Regions from separate parts of the Sus scrofa genome. Here all the other regions are linked to region 1. Evidence: chromatin contacts called from public HiChIP or PLAC-seq data. All regions are on one chromosome and are shown on one strand. Each heading gives the region's core, a stretch centred on a gene start, on an enhancer-like site or on the middle of the called end of the contact. The rest is flanking DNA. Distances are from core to core; before and after follow the strand shown.

Region 1 (2,908 bases), core at 143-2,642:
ACAGGTGCTACTTTACAATCTTGGATGCCCTTTCGGTAGAAAATAATTTGGAAGCCTTTAGGTCAGTCGTAAAAAATGATCTGATTCATTCTGAGACTTCTGCGGGGGAGCCTCGATTTGGGTCTAGAAAAACATTAACCACTCATGGCTGCTGTAGTTTTTAGAAAACACAAACCCTCCCCCCTCTGCAACAGCCGGTTTGAAAGTCATACAATCCAAAGTAGTGAACACACACACACATAATACACACTCATGCATAATACACACACACATGCACAAACAGGAATAACACACGCACACACACACACGCATGTGCACACACATACATATATACACACACACATGCAGGCACATAGGAACTCTGTGTTATTTTTAAAGATTTTTTTTAAGAAGCTTCTTGAGTGTGGCTTAGTGGCCCCACACCAAGTGAAGTCTTAAAATTCTGGAATGATATAAAGAGATGCCAGTTATTAAAGTGCCGTTATATTAAAAGGGACATAAAAGGGCCAGAATTTTTTCTCTCTCGCAACTTAGGAATCGAATTTGCTTCGTTGGCAGAGCAATAGACTTTTTGCCAGCCTGGCGGGCTCAACCTAGAACCTGGAAATCAAGCTGTTTTCTCTCTGGTTCTGACACTGTCACCAGGAATAAGTGTTCCGCCATCACGACGCCGCCACCCCGCATCTCAGACCCAGCAAGAGGAGCCCTGATGACTCTTTTCCTGTCACTATTTGGTTGATTCACACAGTTGGCTGCAATCACGCAGAACCCTGGTGGATTAATTCTTGAGGAAGCTCATGTTCTATACAGTAAGTTGTAATGTTGGCTCTGAACTTGAGACAGCAAAACAAGGGGAGAGCCAAGACCTGTCAGCTTTTCTCACCTGCCAGTCTCCCCATAAAACTGGGCTTGGGGCTGGTTGGGGAGCAGGGGGGCTCCATGGGAAACGGCCCTGCTGGCAAAGGAGCCCCTGGACAGGAGTCTCTCCTCTACCCGAATCGCGAGTCCCCAGGCCACACAGCTCTGTCCAGGGATTTGTGTTTCTGCTGCTGTCCTTTGTTGTCAGGTCCCAGAGGGGAGATGGGGCTGCAATCCTTCCTGTGACAGAGGCCCTGATCCCCTGCCCTGTGGAAGACACCCCTGCCGAAGGGGAGACCCTGGGCTCCTGTGGCCGACCTCCCAAAAGAGCATCCCAGGGCTGAGCAGGGCTTCTGGAAGCTGCGGGACTCCCAGCCCCAGGCCCTGTGCCATGGGCCCCGTGCACAGGGCACCTTAAGCTGTTACCCACTGTGCTCCCCCAGCACCCCCCCTCCCATGCTCTGGCAGCTCTGAAAACCCTGGATCAGGTTTCCATCTGCCCTGACCTTGGCCTCCCTGCACAGCTCACACGTCAGGCTCCACGGAGGAAGTGACCTTGGAGGCCAGAGAGTGTCGACATGCAGCCCTGAACGCTGAGTGTCAGCTGGGGAAGAAACGCGCAAGCGACCAGCTAGGCCTGGGCATCATGGCTTTGCAGGAACTTCCTGATGTTTCTTGGAACTTATATCATCTGCTCTGCTCCCGGAGTCTGGGAACCCTGGTCCATTCCCCTTACCAACAAAAGGACTCCTGGTGCTTGCCGTCTGCTTGCAGTGCTGAGGCCACGTTCCAAGAGCTTCTGCACGCTTGCGTGCGACTTGAGCCTTGGTTTTTAGCTGTGTTTGCCCTCCCTCCTTCCTGACTTTCACAGCCCCCCTCCTCACATTTTCCCTGTAAACCTAAGCCCCCTCCCTGGTGATAAAGCAAAGATAGCTGGATGATCTCTGACCTGTTGAAATCTTAGATTTCCCGTTGAAATCTTTCCCTTGTGGCTCAGCGGGGAAACAAAACCCACCAGTATCCATGGGGATGCAGGTTCAATCCCCGGTCTCACTCAGTGGGCTGAGGATCTGGCCACAACCTGCGCTCTAGGTGGCAGGTGAGACTATAGAAGTGACCAGCAGCTGCAGTTCTGATTGGACCCTTAGCCTGGCAACTTCCATATGCTGCATGTGCGGCTCTGGAACAAAAAATAATTCCCCATGACTTCTTTCTTGCTTCCTTTTTTTTACGGCCACAACTACTGCATATGGAAGTTTCCAGGCTTGGGGTAGAATCAGAGCTACATCTGCTGGCCTACCCCACAGCCACAGCAATGTGGCATCTGAACCACATCTGCGACCTACACCACAGCTCACAGCAACACCAGATCCTCAACCCACTGAGCAAGGCCAGGGATTGAACCCAAGTCTTCATGGATACTAGTCAGGGCCATTAACACTGAGCCACCACAGTGGCTCTTTCCCGTTAAAATCTTAGTGAGGAATTTTTACGTGTTAGAGGCAGGTCTTCAGAACTCTTCTAAGTATGATGAGGCCTCCAGATCTGAGGGAAACAGCTCTGCCACCACTGCCAGGGCCCTCTCCACCCACCAGCCTCAGACCCACACCAGGCCAGCGCCCTGTGAGTGCCACTATCCGGGGAGGCCCAGTGTGGAGTCTCAGGCCAGATAAGACTGGGGAGGAGAGCAAAACCAGTGCCCTACCCAAGCCCAGATGCTCACACACAGCATCTCTTCTCCAGGCAGAGACGATACACCCAGGAGAGCAGCCAAACCTGTCCTCAGAGGCTGAGGATGCATAGCAGGCTCCAGCACCTTCTTCCAGGAGTGAGACAGAGAACTAGGCAGGACATTATCAAAGGGGGGGGGAACCTCCCAAATAAAAGTTGAACTTCAGGCTAAAATGTCCAATTGCAGATGGAAGATTGCAGGACCCACTGGAGCAGACAGGAGCGGTGCCCCTCCTGGAGAAAATCAGGTGGGGAGACGGCCCACCCCATGTGCTAGAGTGGTGGTGACTGGATCGGCGTGTCAGTGTCCATTCCTGGA
Region 2 (2,908 bases), core at 257-2,756, 430 kb after region 1:
TTCCTGGCATGGGTTCAATCCCTGGCCCAGAAATTCCCACACGCCAGGGGTGCAGCCAAAAAAAAAGAAAAAAAAATTGAGAAAGTTCCTTTCAAAGTTTGCTAGGTGGTTTATTTCAATGCATCTATTGAAATAACCATATACCTATATTCTACTGATATGATCAATTACATTGATCAATCCACAGACGTTAAATTAATCTTGATACCAAGATATACCCCATATATCATTTAATTCAACATGCTACAATTTTATTAAGAATTTCTGTATATATGAGGAATATTTATTTTCTTTTTGTGATGGTATCATGATAATGCTAGTAATGACCAATTTATGGTAATTAAAGTTAAAACATAGTATTCCCTTCTTATACCTTTTACCAAAGACTTCATATAGCATTCATACTACTTCTTTCTTAGAGTTTGATAAAATTCGTTAGTATGAGCACCTAGGCTTTACATTTGGGGGGGGGAGGTAAGGAAATTTTAAATTATAAATTCAGCCTCTTTAGTCAATATAGGGCTATTCAAGTGTTCTGTTACTTCTTGGTTATAATTTTTTTTTTTTAAAGACATTTCATCTAAGTTTTCAAATTAACTGGCTTAAAGTTGCTTGTAATATTCCCTTAAAAGCTCTCTCTTAATACCTGTAGGATCTATAATGATGTCCATTTTATTATAGATACTGGTAATTAGTGTCTTCTCTCTTTCGTTCTGGATTCAGCCAAGCTATAGCCTTATCTATTTAATTAATCTTTAAAAAAATTTATTTTTTTTCTAGTTGTCCATTTTCTATTTCAGTAATTTCTTATTTTTATTTTTTTCTTTCTACCTACCCTGGTTTCAGTTTGCTGTATTTAATTTTTTAGAAAAATGAAAATAATTTAATTTTAATTAGAAAAATGAAAATAACTGAGTTTTTAAAATATGAACTTTTATAGATTTAAATTTCCTGTAAACATTGCTTGAACTTCATCTCACAAATTTTATGCTGCATTTTCATTATCATTTAGGTAAAAATATTTTCTAGCTTTTCTGATGATATCTCAACCAATGGATTATACGTATATTGTTCAATTTCCAAACATTTGGGGTTTAATTCCATTTGGTCAGAGTTCATCTTCTATATAATTTGAATCTTTTTTCCCTCTTATGACCTACCGTATGTTTTATCCCGGTGAATGGACATGTGCACTTGAAAAAAAATGTGAATTCACCAGTTATCAGGTATAATGTTTTATAAAATACCAATGAGGTCAAGGTGGCTTATAATTCAAAACTATAAAATTCGTTTCTTGGGTGTCAAGTCAGACCTTTAAAGTCTGTTTTGCACATGTGTATTTCAGGGGTCAGTAAGAATTGAAGGATCCCTTTTCCTTTTTTTTTTGGATTCCCCTTTTTCTAACAGGGACTTCCCCCAAGTTGGAATTAGAACTACCTACTGTGCCTGACCTACTCTAAAAGCCAGGCAAACAAGCACCAGCTATATAAATTTCCCTCCTCCAAGTACTAACTCCATTCCAGCTCTGCTTGTATTTGCTCCCCAGTTCCTGGCAGTAGCCTTATATAATACAAGGTATATTTTTAGATTTGCTTTCTAAAGGTGAATCAGTCTGATAGCAATTTATTCACTCCCTGCTGGAAGCGGAAAGACTCAAGTTCAAAAGTTCTTTCTTCCAGAAGGATAGCAATATCCCAGTGTTTAAATAAACCTAGCCGCGCTTACTCTGGTTACAATACTATCTCTCCTTCCTGCCATCAGAAACATTTTCCAGGTGGCAGTCATAGCTTTTAGTCTCTATTCATACGTCACATAGCCCAGCCCAATGCCCAGTTTACTTCTCTAGTGTAACTGGCTCCAATACCCAATACCCATGCCTAGAGTCAATTTCCAGGCCATCTTATCCTTATTCATCCCAAAACTGAGTGAGTCTTTTATTTTAGTCCTGGCTTAACAGCTATGTATTTCTGGTTCACCATAACCAACACTGCTGCTGAGCAATATAAATCTTGAACACAATACTGAAAGAACTGCTATTATGTATGAAAACAGAGAATTAACAGTAGAGATGAAGAGCTTAAGTGATTAACTCAAATACAAGATACTAAGGGAAATGCTAATGAAGCACTTCTGAGCATCTACAAAGTACCAGACACTGTGCATGCTACAGAGACGATTAAGACAGCTACCACTAAGAAAAGTCTGTAATCAACTCAAAAACAGTATACTAAATGATCTAGACATGGACGGGATCAACAGGGTAGAACACAACTACATGTGTTTATAGAATTCACTTAGAAGAGATCTGAAAAACGCAAATATGATCCAAAACATAGATTAAGCACTCGGATGTTTCATAGTGATCACAAATCAAGTGTTTTAAAGGGGTACTCTTCCCCATTCGTCCCATGAAACTTCCTGTAGCTATACGTGTCCTTCACAGAGTAAAGGATTTTTCTTCAGCCATAAAACTCCCATACACTCAGATTTTGCTGACTGATTCCTCAATTTTTTACAAAATAATATTTCAAGCACATTAATTATGCAACCAGACCAACAAGAGAAATGTCAACTAAATTGGGAAAACCTCAAGAAAAAAATGACTTCGCTCTGTTAACTTCTACCTCAGAGTAAGTGTTTACATTCAGAAGTAACACACTTTTTTTTTTTGGTCTTTTTGCCTTTTCTAGGGCCGCTCAGGCTAGGGGTCTAATTGGAGCTGTAGCCACAGGCCTACACCACAGCCATGGCAACACGGGATCCCAGCCTCGTCTGCAACCTACACCACAGGTCATGGCAACGTCAGATCCTTAACCCACTGAGCAAGGCCAGGGATCGAACCTGCAACCTCCTGGTTCCTAGTCAGATTCATTAACCACTGCACCATGACAGGAACTCCAGAAGTAAC
Region 3 (2,908 bases), core at 297-2,796, 330 kb after region 1:
CACCCCATCCTCCTGCCCTTGGCAACCACCCGTCTACACTGCATATCTATGTTTTGGGATTGTTGTTGTTGTTTTTAAAGATTGCACATATAGGAGTTCCTGTTGTGGCGCCGCAGAAATGAATCCGACGAGGAACCGTGAGGTTGCAGGTTCAATCCCTGGCCTCGCTCAGTGGGTTAAGGATCTAGTGTTGCCTCCAGCTGTGGTGTAGGTCGCAGACACAGCTTCGATCCCGAGTTGCTATGGCTGTGGCATAGGCTGGCGTCTACAGCTCCGATTAGACCCCTAGCCTGGGAATCTCCATATACCGTGGGTGCAGCCCTCAAAAAAGACAAAAGACAAAAAAAAAAAAAAGATTGGGCATATAAGTGAGAGCATGCAATATTTTATTTCTCTGACTTAGTTCACTTAACATAATACTTTCAAGATGCATCCGTGTTGTAGCAAATGGCGGGATTTCCTTCTTTCTCGTGGCTGAAGATTATTCCATTGTATGTAGAGTAGATACTGTTTCTTCTTTATCCAGTCATTGTCAAGGGACACTTCATATTTCGGCTCTTATGACTGATGCTACAGTGAACTTGAGGATGCGGCTATCTATCTCTTTAAGACGGAGGTTTCATTTTCTTCGGATGTCATTATGGTGGTTTTATTCTTAATTTTTTGAGGAACCTCCGCACGGTTTCCTACGGTAGCTGCACCAGTTTACATTCCCACCAACAGTGTGCAAGGCTTCCCTTTCATCCTCCCCAGCATTTGTTATCTCTTGCCTTTTTGATGCTAGCCGTCCTAACAGGTGTAGGGTGATGTCTCATTGTGGTTCTGGCGCATGTCCCTGATGATTAGTGATGCTGAGCAACTTTTCATGGACACGTTGGCCATCTGTATTTCTTGGGAAAAATGCCTATTCCATTCCTTTGCCCACGTTTTAATTGGATTATTTGGGGGGGGGGTTGCTGTTGAGCTGTATGACTTCCTTATGTATTTCGGATATTAACTCTTATCAGATGTATGATTTGCAAATATTTTCTTTGATTCAGTAGGTTGCCTTTTAATTTTGTTGATGTTTTCCTTTGCTGTTTAGAAGCTTTGTCATTTGATACAGTCCGACCTGTTTATTTTTGCTTTATAGCTTGTGCTTTTGGTGTCATATCCAAAAAAATCACTGCCAAAACCAATGTCAGGAAGCTTTTCCCTACATTTTATTCAAGGAGTTTTATGGCTTCAGGTCTTACATTTAAGTCTTTAATCAATTTCAAGTTAATTTTGTGAGTTGTATGATCTTCTTTATTAGAAACATAAGAGAAAAAAGGAACCATAGGAGTTCCCACTGTAGTGCAGTGGATTAAGAATCAGACTGCAGTGGCTCAGATCACTGCAGAGGTGCAGGCTTGATCCCTAGCCTGGCACAGTGTGTTAAATGACCCAGCATTCCCATCTGCAGCTGTGGTGTAGGTGGCAGCTGTGACTCAGATTCAATCCCTGGCCTGGGACCTTCCGTATGTGGCAGATGTGGCCATTAAAAAGAAAAGAAAAAAAAAAGGAACTACGTAGATAGACATTACATATGCTGTTAGATGCCAGTATTAAATAACTGAGCAGCCTTGACCTACACGAGCCAAGAAGCAACTTCACACCAGAAAGTTCATTCTGAACTTTCAACCTTGTCACTTTCACCAAGCCAGTTCTCTCTGCCCATGTAAGGAGTGCCCAGGCATGGGTCTACCTCTCCACCCCTTCCTTCATTACTCATCCTGTTTCTTACCTTCTTCCCCAGCCCATCCACCGACTGTTGTCCTCCTCCTTCCCTTCTGTTGGGTCACCTGGGTCCCCATTCCACTGCAGGCCACCTCTCTATATCAGGATGGCAACTAGATCTTCAACTGGCATGTCGGCTCTAGTGGGTGACTGGAGCACCATACGAGGATTCTGATGTCCTGCCAGAATTCCATGGGGAAGATGCCATTGCAGTCACACATGCAGTCCTATGATGCCCATAAACTAGAATTGGTTCATTGGTGCCCTCCACGAGAATACAGTCAGTCTCAAGTGTGAGAGAAAGATAAGAGGAAGGAAAGGAAATGTTATTCTTAAAACCCTTTAGGAATTAAAGAAAAGAAGAAAGCTCACATAGTAACCTTAATCTAGGTTCCAGAAAATTTGAATTTCAAGAGGATAAAAATAGGTATTATGTCTAATTTCAGCTCATTTCTCTCCAAGGGAGTCTCTCTCTCTCTCTCTCTCGAAGAATTTTATTTTAGGTGTTGCTTTTTTTCTCAAAACTATCTTTAAAAGTTATCTGGCTTCCTTAAGTATCTTCCCAGCACCTAGCAATGGCAGGCATTGTATGAAGCCTCTGACTGTCAGGTTGATAGACTGTTCAATGAACACCAGATCAGGAGGGGAAAGAAAAAAAAAAGATTTTGAGTCTATAATGAAGAGAGAGTAGCAGGCTTCTGTTCTAAAAAGACAGCACCTCGGGAGTGTTTTAAGAATGAAAATCCCCATCTATGTCCTCACTTGCTTTTCTGTTCCCAACAAGGGAACTGAAACTCGGACTTGAGAAATAAAATCAAATTTTGAAATGATTTCTTATGAAATAACTTTGCCTGCCCAGACACATGAACAGATTGACTCGCTTAAACTCTTCCTTGAAAATTGCTGTTTCCATTTCTGCCTCCTCTTTCTCTGCCTCCTCTTCTTCTACTTCTCCTTTATGATTTTATGTCAAATATTGTTTTATCTTTAAAAGTTGCTTGTTTACACAAACACACAATTTGCAAAAATATACCAATGCTTGTTTTTTTTTTTTTTTTTTTTTTTTTTTTCCTTTCCCTGACCTTTCTCTTTTCCCTCCTTGGTAGACAGAAAAATGTGTCCTCCCAAAGATGTCCACATCTTAAACCCC

Evidence for each region. HiChIP or PLAC-seq counts read pairs in DNA pulled down with a chosen protein or histone mark.
Region 2: a contact with region 1 is called in an H3K27ac HiChIP or PLAC-seq map of skeletal muscle. The contact joins two enhancer-like sites. A contact is called at or near these places in 1 of 47 Hi-C or Micro-C datasets (psoas muscle) and 2 of 2 datasets of contacts at active chromatin or transcription factors (alveolar macrophages and skeletal muscle).
Region 3: an H3K27ac HiChIP or PLAC-seq map of alveolar macrophages shows a contact between it and region 1. The contact joins two enhancer-like sites. A contact is called at or near these places in 2 of 47 Hi-C or Micro-C datasets (embryonic fibroblasts and subcutaneous adipose tissue) and 2 of 2 datasets of contacts at active chromatin or transcription factors (alveolar macrophages and skeletal muscle).

The regions. Positions count from the first base shown.
Region 1 is chr1:4,373,104-4,376,011 of Sscrofa11.1, forward strand. No RefSeq gene overlaps it. Among named protein-coding and RNA genes, the nearest start is that of QKI, 510 kb to the right of the region's middle. Within about 2 kb of position 1,393, at least 22 of the 83 cell types and tissues checked have an H3K27ac peak or open chromatin away from gene starts, as enhancers often do. A contact at or near this core is called in alveolar macrophages and skeletal muscle, where this site is marked.
Region 2 is chr1:4,799,660-4,802,567 of Sscrofa11.1, forward strand. The region is part of intron 3 of QKI (QKI, KH domain containing RNA binding); the gene reads right to left. Among named protein-coding and RNA genes, the nearest start is that of QKI, 82 kb to the right of the region's middle. Within about 2 kb of position 1,507, at least 2 of the 83 cell types and tissues checked have an H3K27ac peak or open chromatin away from gene starts, as enhancers often do. A contact at or near this core is called in skeletal muscle, where this site is marked.
Region 3 is chr1:4,701,550-4,704,457 of Sscrofa11.1, forward strand. No RefSeq gene overlaps it. Among named protein-coding and RNA genes, the nearest start is that of QKI, 180 kb to the right of the region's middle. Within about 2 kb of position 1,547, at least 1 of the 83 cell types and tissues checked has an H3K27ac peak or open chromatin away from gene starts, as enhancers often do. A contact at or near this core is called in alveolar macrophages, where this site is marked.